Regions from separate parts of the Mus musculus genome. Here regions 1, 2 and 4 are each linked to region 3. A link is a contact called in public HiChIP or PLAC-seq data. All regions are on one chromosome and are shown on one strand. The core of a region is the stretch at or near the end of the contact, and the rest is flanking DNA. Distances in the headings are between cores, read along the strand shown.

What was found. HiChIP or PLAC-seq counts read pairs in DNA pulled down with a chosen protein or histone mark.
Region 1: an H3K27ac HiChIP or PLAC-seq map of T-cell acute lymphoblastic leukemia shows a contact between it and region 3, with 3 times the contacts expected there. The contact joins two enhancer-like sites. A contact is called at or near these places in 1 of 484 Hi-C or Micro-C datasets (double positive thymocytes) and 6 of 115 datasets of contacts at active chromatin or transcription factors (CD8 T cells, T-cell acute lymphoblastic leukemia, double positive thymocytes and 3 more).
Region 2: a contact with region 3 is called in an H3K4me3 HiChIP or PLAC-seq map of the SCID.adh cell line, with 8 read pairs. The contact joins two enhancer-like sites.
Region 4: a contact with region 3 is called in an H3K4me3 HiChIP or PLAC-seq map of the SCID.adh cell line, with 27 read pairs. The contact joins two enhancer-like sites. A contact is called at or near these places in 2 of 115 datasets of contacts at active chromatin or transcription factors (the SCID.adh cell line and T-cell acute lymphoblastic leukemia).

Annotation. Positions count from the first base shown.
Region 1 is chr12:107,920,110-107,922,809 of GRCm38.p6, forward strand. All of the region lies in intron 3 of Bcl11b (B cell leukemia/lymphoma 11B), which reads right to left. Among named protein-coding and RNA genes, the nearest start is that of Bcl11b, 82 kb to the right of the region's middle. Within about 2 kb of position 1,307, at least 43 of the 459 cell types and tissues checked have an H3K27ac peak or open chromatin away from gene starts, as enhancers often do. A contact at or near this core is called in CD8 T cells, T-cell acute lymphoblastic leukemia, double positive thymocytes and 1 more, where this site is marked.
Region 2 is chr12:106,564,162-106,566,861 of GRCm38.p6, forward strand. It overlaps the pseudogene Gm17053. Among named protein-coding and RNA genes, the nearest start is that of Gm32935, 37 kb to the left of the region's middle. Within about 2 kb of position 1,335, at least 24 of the 459 cell types and tissues checked have an H3K27ac peak or open chromatin away from gene starts, as enhancers often do. A contact at or near this core is called in the SCID.adh cell line, where this site is marked.
Region 3 is chr12:107,159,046-107,161,745 of GRCm38.p6, forward strand. No RefSeq gene overlaps it. Among named protein-coding and RNA genes, the nearest start is that of Gm52008, 49 kb to the left of the region's middle. Within about 2 kb of position 1,321, at least 50 of the 459 cell types and tissues checked have an H3K27ac peak or open chromatin away from gene starts, as enhancers often do. A contact at or near this core is called in CD8 T cells, the SCID.adh cell line, T-cell acute lymphoblastic leukemia and 2 more, where this site is marked.
Region 4 is chr12:106,581,733-106,584,432 of GRCm38.p6, forward strand. No RefSeq gene overlaps it. Among named protein-coding and RNA genes, the nearest start is that of Gm46320, 52 kb to the right of the region's middle. Within about 2 kb of position 1,394, at least 9 of the 459 cell types and tissues checked have an H3K27ac peak or open chromatin away from gene starts, as enhancers often do. A contact at or near this core is called in the SCID.adh cell line and T-cell acute lymphoblastic leukemia, where this site is marked.

The sequences.
Region 1 (2,700 bases), core at 57-2,556, 760 kb after region 3:
CAACACAAATGAAGTACCATGTCCTAGGAGGTCACATATCAAATTAAAGGTGTTTCTGTACCCTTCTCTGGGCCCCAGCCATTCTAAGTAATGGATTTACAGAGGATGGTTGCTGAGATCTGGGGTGTTCTTAAGTTGGGGCCCATCTCTTCTCAGCATCTCCATTTCCTTGAGTTGCTCTGAAGTACTTCCTGTCTCTTTATCTGGTGGCCACATGTTTTTCTAGACTGTTCTATCCAACAAATACCGAAGTCCAAAGCAGACTATGTAACTAGGTAGCCATAACCGATTCCATGTTTTAGAAAAGCAGAGAGAAGGGCACACATATTCTGACCTGCATGCTCTAGAACCCAGATGTCACCTCCATAGTTAAACTGTGAGGAGAAAGGGGGCTGACTACTTGTCCGGTCAGATTTCAGGGCCACTTGTCACCCTGGGGTGAGAGCTATCTTCATCAGAGCCCCTAAGTGTCCCTCTACAGAACTCTAGGCTTCACTCACTATAGGCAGCAGCCTCCCCCAGTACCTGACAGAAAGAAAAAATAAATCCCCCAGCCCTTGAAGGCCCTCCCTTGACAACTCTCTTTCCAGCCACCCCCTTCTTTTTTAAAATAAAATGTTCGTTTACATGTGACGACCTCATGGCTCTCTCTCGCCTACAAATAGCCCTGAGTATGGGGCTGCTCACTTTTAAGAACTAAACAACGTCAGAGAGTCTCTGGCGAGCCACTTGGAACGTCTTTCTATTCAGGAACTGAATAAGTATTTTATAGACACAGCACAGGCACAGATGGCTTGCTTTTAGACAAGAAGAGCCTTAGACAGCAGGTTGCGTCAGACTCAGGGCTTGCTTAGCTCATCCCAAACCCGTCCTTGCTGCATCGAACTCAGAGAGATACCTGCACGCAGGTGGCCCAGTGCGTGCCCTGCAGTGGGCGGTGGCTGCTTTGCTAATGGCTGGGACAGGGTCCACTAGCCTTACACTGCTGTAGCGGCTGCAGCTAATGATGCTAACTGCTGGGTCCAAATGACTTCAGAAGCACCAATCCTGGCCTACAGACCTAGAAATGTCAGTTGCGTTTGTCTCACTAAATCACACGGGGCAGCTCAGAACCCAGAGAGGGCCCTGCGGTGTCTTTTCTTGCTTCCTCCCTCCTTACTTTCATAGATCTTTAGAACACACACTGAGCCTTCTTTGTTCTTTCAGTATGTTGTCTGAGGAGTTTCAAACGCAGACTCCTACCCCAGATCTCTTCTGACAAGACTCCCCACCCCCCATAGGAGCATCACTGAACACTTGGAACTTGATCTCTAAAGGGTGTAGCCAAACATGAGATGTCACCTCTCTGAGCCTTGCTTCCTACTTGGCCTGGGGACTGTGAGGTCCTCCCTCTATCCACCGCTCACTGCTGTATAAATGTGGCAGTAGGTGTTATATACTGCGGGTTTGTTACCCATCCTTGTATGTGGCTCTGAGTGTTTCAGGGATGCCTTTTGGTTTAAGGCCTGGAAGAAGAGTAATGTAGCTTGACTCAAAAGCAGCAAATGTTAAAGGACACCTCTGATCAAGCAGGGGAACTGGTCTGGGCCGCCCGGGCTCCTCAGTAAACCACAAAGCACTGCACGGCTCACTCAGCATTATCGCTACCTCAGCTCATGTCACCCTTGTTCACTAACACCTCTGAGGGAAGCCAAGTGAGGATCATGATCACATGATCATGCTAGACCACGGGGACAGCAGTTTAGAGAATCACCGTGCCATCACCACCTTCCCAGGCCTCCCTGCGTGTGTCACATTGTCAATGGTTCCATGTTGACAGTGCCCTCTCATGGAAGGCCACTGATTGTCCCTGGACAGTCTCCCATTATGTCTACCCTGTGGCAGGCATTCACTCTAGGGTGGAATACGGGAGTCATTTTACAGAGCCAAAAAGCATATTGGTGACATATGCTGCTTGGGAGACCTAGTGAAGGGACCACATGGCAGTGAGGTGGCTGAACCTGGGACAGTAATTGGTACCCCTGGGTGTCTCACAGTGATCCTCCTCACCCCGAACCCAAACAGAAGGCTGGTCTTGTCTTGCTTCATCACTTAAACCCCACCCCAACCCCTGAGACGCACACCCCCTATAACTGCTAAGAGTGCTCTCTCCACAGTTTCATGATGACAACCAGTACAACCATTATTCAGGTGACAAGTACATCTCATGTTCACTTAAAAACTGTCCCCCTCCCCATGGGGCTGGAGAGGTGGCTCAGCGGTGAAGAGCATTGATTGCTCTTTCATAGGACGCTGGTTCCGTTCCCAGCATCCGCGCAGCAGGTCACAGCTATCTGTCTGTAAGTTCAGATCTAGCAGATCTGATGCTTTCTTCTGGGTTCTGTAGGCGTGGTATGCACATGCCACACAAACACACAAGCAGGCAAAACACCCATACACACAGAATAAAATACAAATGAATCTAAAAATTAAATTAAATTAAACTGCCCCCCCTCCGGCTGGAGGTGTATTTCAGCGTCCCAGTGATAGAGTACTTGCCAATCCCCATATCTTCCAGCACTCAAAAAATAAAATAAAATAAAATAAAAACAAAAACAAAAACAAAAACTAAAAACATCTTTCACAATGTCACAGAGAAAATGTCAACCGGGGCTCCTTGAGCACTTATAGCCATCTACAAATCCATAAGCATCCTGCTGG
Region 2 (2,700 bases), core at 85-2,584, 590 kb before region 3:
TGACATTGGTAATAATACATGAAATTATTACTAAATCGCAGCTGCGGAGATGATATCATGATTTTTTTGTGTGTGTGTAATCTTTGATGAAAAATTAATTTTTGAGAGGGATAATTTAAAATGATTTAAATAGTATTATACTGGAGTCCTTGCTGGTAATTAACACCAATCTTGTCAGAACTGAAGGCACCTTTCAGCTGCTTCTAAAGCTACCCACAGTATTTGTCCCTTTTGTGCGAGTGATTATGGCTCTCGGACTTCATTTTTTGCTGTCCTGCGGCCATTGAAGGAGAAGGCTCCTGGCAGGAATGGCTGTTCTCCGAGCCCCATCCTTATTCATCTCTAGACTGTGGGCTAGGCCAGGGAGTGGCCTCCACTTTTATTTTCTAATCGGACCAAAGTAGGCTTATCATCCTGTTATCACACTGTGTACCCTGCTCCCTTCACGGCTGAATGTCAGTTCCATAGGACGCCATGACCTCATAGATATTCCTCTAATTGACAGGACAGGTGGCCAGACACGCTCTCAACCTTCACTCGTGTTCTTTGGAGACCTGGCTTTCTCAGAAATCCACCTTTTTTCTTTTTCCCACCACAAGACAGAAATAAATAAATTAATTAAATACATTAAAAAAAAAAAACAAGCATCCTAACAAGATATGGCTGAAAATAGATCACCCCCCCCCCCCCCGCTAGTTCCTTCGTACTTTAAATGACAGAAGTGTGTGGTATCCTATATATAAAGACCTGCAGGAGAGGTTAAAAAAAGAAATACAGTGAAATTTAAGTAGGAAGAAGAAACTGAATGAGGATATGGGTGAGCCGTACACCCGTCTGAGCTCTGAGTTTTGCTTTCTTCTTTTCTAATACACTTCTGATTTTTTTGACAAGAGACACTGCGCTAGATATTCATGGCAGTGGCTGTACCTGCCACTTCTTAATTTCTCTCCCTCAACTTTTTTGCTGAGAAGGAAGAGAATGGGGCGGGGAGGTGGGGGGGCGGGGGTGGGGGAACAAGTGAGGAGAAAGGGAAGGCAGGGGAGAGGGGAGGGAGAAGGGCAGATGACAGGAAAGCTTTGAGAATGGCTCTTCTGGCCACCCGCTCATTAACATAAGAGTATAGTTCCGGCTTCCAAGTCAGGTGCAATTTTATTCTACCAGAACACGCTTGCCTTCTGACATGATCCCACGCTGCAAAGGAAGAGAAAGAGGTGAAAGAGAAAACCCCTTTTGCAAGCAGAAAAAAAAAAAGCCAGTTTATTGGTGGGGGTGGTGCCTGTGCTGTGCCTGTCTGTGAAACTAGCAATATGGAGATGTTTCTTAGATAAGATCTCCCCTTGTGATACAGGAAGGCTGCCTTCCTGGCTCAGGCAGAGGGCGACTCAGCACCTGGGAAATCTTTTCATCTTATCGACTGGTGCCTTAGGTGACCATGTTTATGCCTCTCTGGCCAAAAAGGAGGCCTTTGGAACCCGCAGGCTTGCCCATGCAGGACTATAGAACTGGGTTAGGCAACAGGAACAGAGCTTCCGTGCTGCTGCCAGGAACATGAAGTAAGATGCCTCCTTTCACGGCAAGAGCATGGTCGGTCAACACTTGTACTGTGAATCCCCCTATAAAACTCAGCATGTGAAAGCACCCGCCGTTCTCCCAGTCAGAAGCACACAGAGGTGGGGCTAGGCACGCTGCTGCTCCAGTCACGGGGCGACCGCAGAGAGGTCTGTCCCTCTCTTCTGCCCCATGTTCTAAACTCTGGCCATGGTTGGGATACAACCAGGGTCTCCTCCATGGTTTGTGCGTCCTGGTAGAGAGAGCACAGCAAGGACAGATGGGAGCTCTCTTGGGGCTCCTTCTGTTGTCATCACCTTGCCCCCAGGATGTGGGATGCTGTCAGCATCTGGGGGCTCCTGCTGAGTGTGCCCACTCTTGGCCCCCAGCAACTGGCAGTGCACTGGGTTCATAGACAGAGTACAGCCAGTACGGGTGATCTCTCGGAAGACCCAGACTCCTTTCTGCTTCATTCATTCCTAGGTGCCCTGGATTTCAGACTTAGAAACTCTGGGTCAGCATCGTCCAGCGCTTTGCTCATTCACTTACTCGACTGAGGGAGGAAAGAACTTTCTCCCCTGGAAAGCATTTTCATGAACATGGTAAACCTTTTCAGATTCCATTTCAATCTCCACCCTAAGATCCACAATGGTAGAAATTCCCAAATTACTATGTTAGCTCATTTCTCACCCAACAGACATTTCTTAAGTACTTATGAGGTACTGGGTTCTGCCTTGAAGATCTCAAGGCAGCCAAGACTAGGTCTGCCCTTTATGCCCAGAGTGTTGGGAAACCATCTAGCAACCTGATTAAAAGAATAGATTAATGAATCCATGAAAAAAGGGTTCTCTCTGATGTTTCACAGAGGAAAGATTGGCTAACCTTCCCTTTAGGGGATCAGAAGGTGAACAGTGTCGGGCTTTGTAGGCCATGCGGACTGCTGCAATTATTCAGTAGTACACACACAGTCTTAGACAAAGCATGCATGAACGGCAGTGGCTGCGTCTCCATAAAATTGTTTACAAAACCAGTGAGTGGTCTAGACTTGACAACCACAGACCCGGGCACCGGATTTAGATGTGTATGTGCATGTGCGTGTGTGCGTGCGTGCGTGCGTGCGTGCGTGTGTGTGTGTATGTGTGTGTATGTGTG
Region 3 (2,700 bases), core at 71-2,570:
AGGGCTTAGAAACAATGCACTTTCATCAAACACTATGGCAACCTGAAACAGACAAAATAGCCCTCCATCCCGCATCTAAGGATGCTATTCCTCCCAAACCAGTGGTTATGGTCCAAGGGGAAAGGTAGAGAAAGGCATTTATTGGTACCCTGGGCATGGTGCCTGACGCTTCAAACTCAGACCCTTTTACTCTTCGCACCCGATGACATGTCAGATGACTTTGATATTGCAAAGTGGATTCTTCAGACATCAAAGTGTCCCCACCACGGAACTGTGACACCTCTGTACTTATAGTTATAAAACAGCTATAGCCACCCAACAGCACTGGGGATTCTCAAATCTCTTTGGAGCCTGGCACATGGGCCAGGGTCTCACCTAGGAGAAATGAGCACACAGACTCCACCCAGCCCCATCCCGTCAGGCATTGCACCTTATGTTTGGCCTCAGCAAGTTCAGCCCAAGTCACTGAGAGAGTAAAACAGAGCCAACAGGGATTCAGACGTCTTGCGACAGGCCAGGCGACAAAGGCTTTCATCCTAGCAGTGGTCAGCAAGTGTGTCAGAGGCGAGTCCCATGGTCATCCACCAACATCTGAAACTGCTAATTGGCTCGCTCAGTCACATCTCAACTAGATAAACTAAAGACACTTCACAGTTCCAGCCTTCCTTTTTTTTTTTTTTTTTTGTATCTCGAGAGGTCACTATACCCACGGTGCCTGTGGGCTAGTGAATGACATAGTCCAAATATAAATTACCTTAGCTGCAGAAAGTTCCAGAGAGCAGCACAGAGCCCTCCTGCTCTCGCTGTTTTAAAACAGTCATCTACAGAAATCCACCACCCTTTGCCTCTGCATCCTGCAAAAAAAAAAAAAAAAGCTGCTATCCAGACTGCCATCTGGGTCCTGGTGTCTGCATCCCGTTCCCTTCCTAACATGACCCTTGATAACAGTTGCTATAAGACCTGATGGTTGTCTTCCCTGGCACTTCCTCAGCTCCCAGAGGCAGCTTCACACTCTGCCCCCACTGTTTCCCCTCCCTGACTGCAGATTTTGAGGGGGGAAGTTTGGGGGAGGAGGGCAAAGACCTGAGAATGGTAGGCCACAGCAGGGTGAACAGGAGCCTGCCAGGGAGGCAGACATCTGTGCCCAGACAGATAGAGTTTCACTGATAGGATCTCTCTTACTATCCTTGTGAGAGATAAACAATTTGCCAAAGCAGCTTGCAGGGGAGGAAGTGCCCCCGCTGAGAAAGTGGCACTCCGAGGCCAGCAGCTCACCCCTGCGGTCACAGACCCAAGGCTTAGGGAGGGAAGGGGGAGGAGGCCACCCAGGCTTCACACAGGTGACAAGATTGATAGGGCCCACGCCTCCTCGGCTGGTATCAGAGAGAGGAGCATGAGCCGGCTCTGGAGGGGGATCAGCCCCTGTGAGAAGTGAGACAAAAAAGGGACCAAAGGCAAGTGAATCTAGACAGCGCTTCTAGAGGGGTCTCCTTATACATCACAGGGCACAGCCCTTGAGATGTTTGCATACACCGTACAGCTCCCGAGGTTGCCCACAGCTCCTCCAAAATGCAGCTATGCCTTCATCAAAACAGGACATCTGTCAGAACACTCGCCCGGCCAGAGTCAATGGATTGTTCTTCCAGGAATTAGATTTCTGGAGGAGGAATAGGTGGATAGCAACTCAGTTCTGACCAATGGCTTCTCAGTATTTTCTCAGTACCCATAAGGACTGATTCCAGGAAGTCCTCGGGTCCCTCATACAAAATGACACATTTGCATATAACCTACATACATCCTGCTTGGCCCTGCAATCAGCCCTGGCCTTACCTATAGTCAGGAATGGATATACGTGATATTCTAATGACGGATGGTTGTTTAGGGCACAGTGTCAATGAGCAGGGAAGGGGCTTGCTCAGTGTATACCTTCATGGGTAGCAAGCCCGCAGAAGTGGCTGCCCAGGGAACCAGAAAGAGAGGTCAGGGGCCAGTGAGGGAGGAAGAGAATGCAAGGCTGTGGGTGTGAAATGTCCTCTCATTAAGATTTTTGTCTCCCGGGAACAATTTCTCAGCAGGGTAATGGCCTGCAATTCTCATTTGCATTCTTGGTAAGATTGCAAACAAAATATGTGAGATGCCTTGTTCCACCAGAATGTCAGAAAACCAAGAGCTTGTGTTTTTTTCTTAGTTATCTCACATCATGTTTGGGACATTGTAGCGTACTTAAAAATGTATTGCCCCTCTGGAACACACAGTCACCAGGTAACTTGTATTTTATATAGCAGTGCTTATATAGGAAGCAGTAAGGAATAGCTGGCCTTTGGGCTTGTTATTAATCTGTGTGCATTTGAGCAGTTTAACTGAGTGACTCAATTAGATTTGGGGCAGACGTGCGGTTAACAGGACAGGCCCACTCTGCTTGCTGTCTTCCCCTAGCCCCCATTCCTTCTGTAGACATCCACGCCAGGGACCACACACTGGCTAAGCCAAATACACAGGACAGAATCCCAAAGACAGCCAGTGACGCCTATCCCTCGTGAATTGGAGATGGTGGATGGACTTGGATCTCACGCTGCATGCATTGTAACTGATCAAACAAACAGATTGCCAAGCATCAGCAAGTGATAAGAGTCTCAGCCACTCCTGGTTCTCTTCATTTGGGCTCACACCTAGAGGCACAAAAGGCTCTTCTGACTCAGG
Region 4 (2,700 bases), core at 144-2,643, 580 kb before region 3:
TTGGCCCCACACCCTTCCCATAATCCTTTTATTTGTTGCCATAATTCCTTCAGTTATCTATAGCTTCCTGGGCCCTGACTTCCTTCTTCCCCCTGTTTTAATTACCTCAGAGCTATCATAAGGGCCGTGGTCTGGGAGTGGGCATGGAGGAGTCCGTCATGGATAGACTCTGGCTATTTACACATCCACAGGCAGATCACAGAACTGCAGTGTGGTTTCTGGTCAAGTCCTCTTCCTGGCTTGTGGGCTTCTCTGTGCATGCTGTCACCACGGAAAGACAAAGGTTGATCTCTGACATCGGTTAAAAGGAAAAGATATTGATTCTATGGGCTCTGGACTCTCCGTTCACAATCATTTAACCCGAGTTATCTCCTTACAAAGATACAGTGCATGCAGGGAGCAGGAAGGACCTCAGTACAAGAATTTGGGGGAACTCAGTTCAGTCCTAGCAGCCCTGGTGTCAAAGAGCGTGGCCTGGTATTCCTCTCAACCTTCTTCACACACTCTCTTAGCTGTATTCTCTCTGAACTGAAACTTGTGGATGGGGTCTAGTGACAGAAGCACACAAGGACACACACACAAGGACACACACACACTCACACAAGGACACACACACACACTCACACACACTCACACACACACACAAGGACACACACATACTCACACACACTTGTATACACACACACACACACACACACAGTCAGCATCGATGGCTTGAGAGATTGATTGACAAGATATACATATACACCCGCTATAAACTTTATAGTTGGCTCTTGTCCTTGGATCTTCTTGTCTTTCCTAAAATGGTTAATCTTTTAAAAATGAATTATTCTTTATTAGAAGACTTAATGTCACATAGTAAGAACTAATGAAAGACAGAAGATACCAAAGTAAAAATGAAAGTCGCTGTGCATAAATAAATGTATAGAAACAGGAAACAGAACCAAAAATGCAGAGAAGCACAACATTTTCAGTATCATCCCTAATTAGAAGAGAAGATATGCCTGCAAGCAAGCACAAGCAGGAGTGTAAGATTCCTCATAAATGTTCAGATGCTAATCCAATCAACATGACGTTTTTAGGTTTTAAATACAGAGTACATAACTTTTACAGAGATTTAAATATAGGGTAGTTTTGGCTGAAAGTCATTTCCCCCTCCTCTCAAGGGCCCTTTTCTGTTTTCCTGGCATCCAGCTTCCTGCACTCCCACATCGGCATGCACATCTAGAAATTGAAAAGCGAACATTGGTGTCGTTCCGAGCCTGGGTTACCTCACTTAATATAGCGCTTCTTGTCTTTCAGCCAAGGATCTCTCAGTCACTCATTGCTCTCTACAGATGTCCTGTGCCCACATGGCCACACGTGGGTTTGCTCACTGGTGACAGCCGGAGACACGGCACTTTCTGTTCCTTTGCCCTGTGCCTTTGACCCCCCACCTCTGAGCTCACACCTCATGCCTCTCTGTGAGGCAGGACTTCCCTCTTTAACAGCTGCAGTCACAGAGTCTCCTGAAAGTCAGCTAATGCGACTCTTCATGATGGATGTGCTGTCTCTTCCAGTCTCCTGGCAGTGGTTAGTGACAATTGTCAATGTGACAAAGTTTATAGTTTCCTGGGAAGAGTCTCAGAGAGGGGTTCTCAAGAGCCGGTTGGTCTGTGGGCACACCTGTGGAGATTTGTCTCAACTGTCTTAACTGAGGTGAGGAGACCAAGCCTGAAATGGGTGCCACCAATCCCTCCGTTTGAGTCTCCGAATGTGTGAGAAGTCTAGAGTCAGCTGAGTGCAGCCGTGAGTGCATTCAATCCTTCTTTGCTTCTGTGTTTCTCTGCCCACTGGTGTCAAACTTCTGCTGCCTCAACTTACCTTCAATGATGGACTCTGACTGGGAGCCACATGCTAGAATAAAGCTTCTTTCTTAAGATGTTCTTAGCTGAACTTTTTATCACAGCGACAGGAGAGAAGCAAGAGGCTAATGGCGTCAGCGATGGCATGCTTTCACACTTATGACTGCTGCCCATAGAGACCCAAGACCCTTTGCATCCTATCAAAGGTCATCATCTCCATTTCCCATGTTTGTTTTCTCTAAACTTCCTCAACTTTTCCCGGTGCCAGGCATCTGGCTTTCCTGTGGGTGTGGCTTCTTCAGGCTCATTGTAGAGTCAGGCAGTGCTACCTACTGCTGAGAGCTTGGGAGGAAGGACTGGGCTTTGGCCAGCAGTCCTCTGAGGACAGATCTCTATAGGAATGGGCGCAAGCCAAATGTCCTTATGTTACCGCTACAACCCAGAAATGCCCCTTGCGTAGGAAGCTGGGTGTTGCCTGTCTTTGCTCCCCCACTCCTGTGAGTTCCGGGGGTAATTGTGTTCCTCTTGGAAAATACCAGCCCATTTGCAGGCTGATCCAACCTCTCTGGCCTCCTAATGTAGAAGACATTTGGCAGCCGTGACAAGTGACAGAAGATTTCCCGGGTGGGCTCCTGGGATTTCATCTCCAAGGCACAGGCATGCAGGGGACCAGGCTGCTCTTCAGCTTCGCCCTCCATAGCCAGGTGAGGGGAGACAGGATGGGGTTTCAGAGACACTCAGTATGCCATCCAAAGCCTTCTCTGAGCCACAAACTCCTGAGTTTCTGGGGATGGAGCCATGAAAATCTGGGATCCTGCTCAGTCTACTTTAGCACTCAGACAGGATATTAGATGTT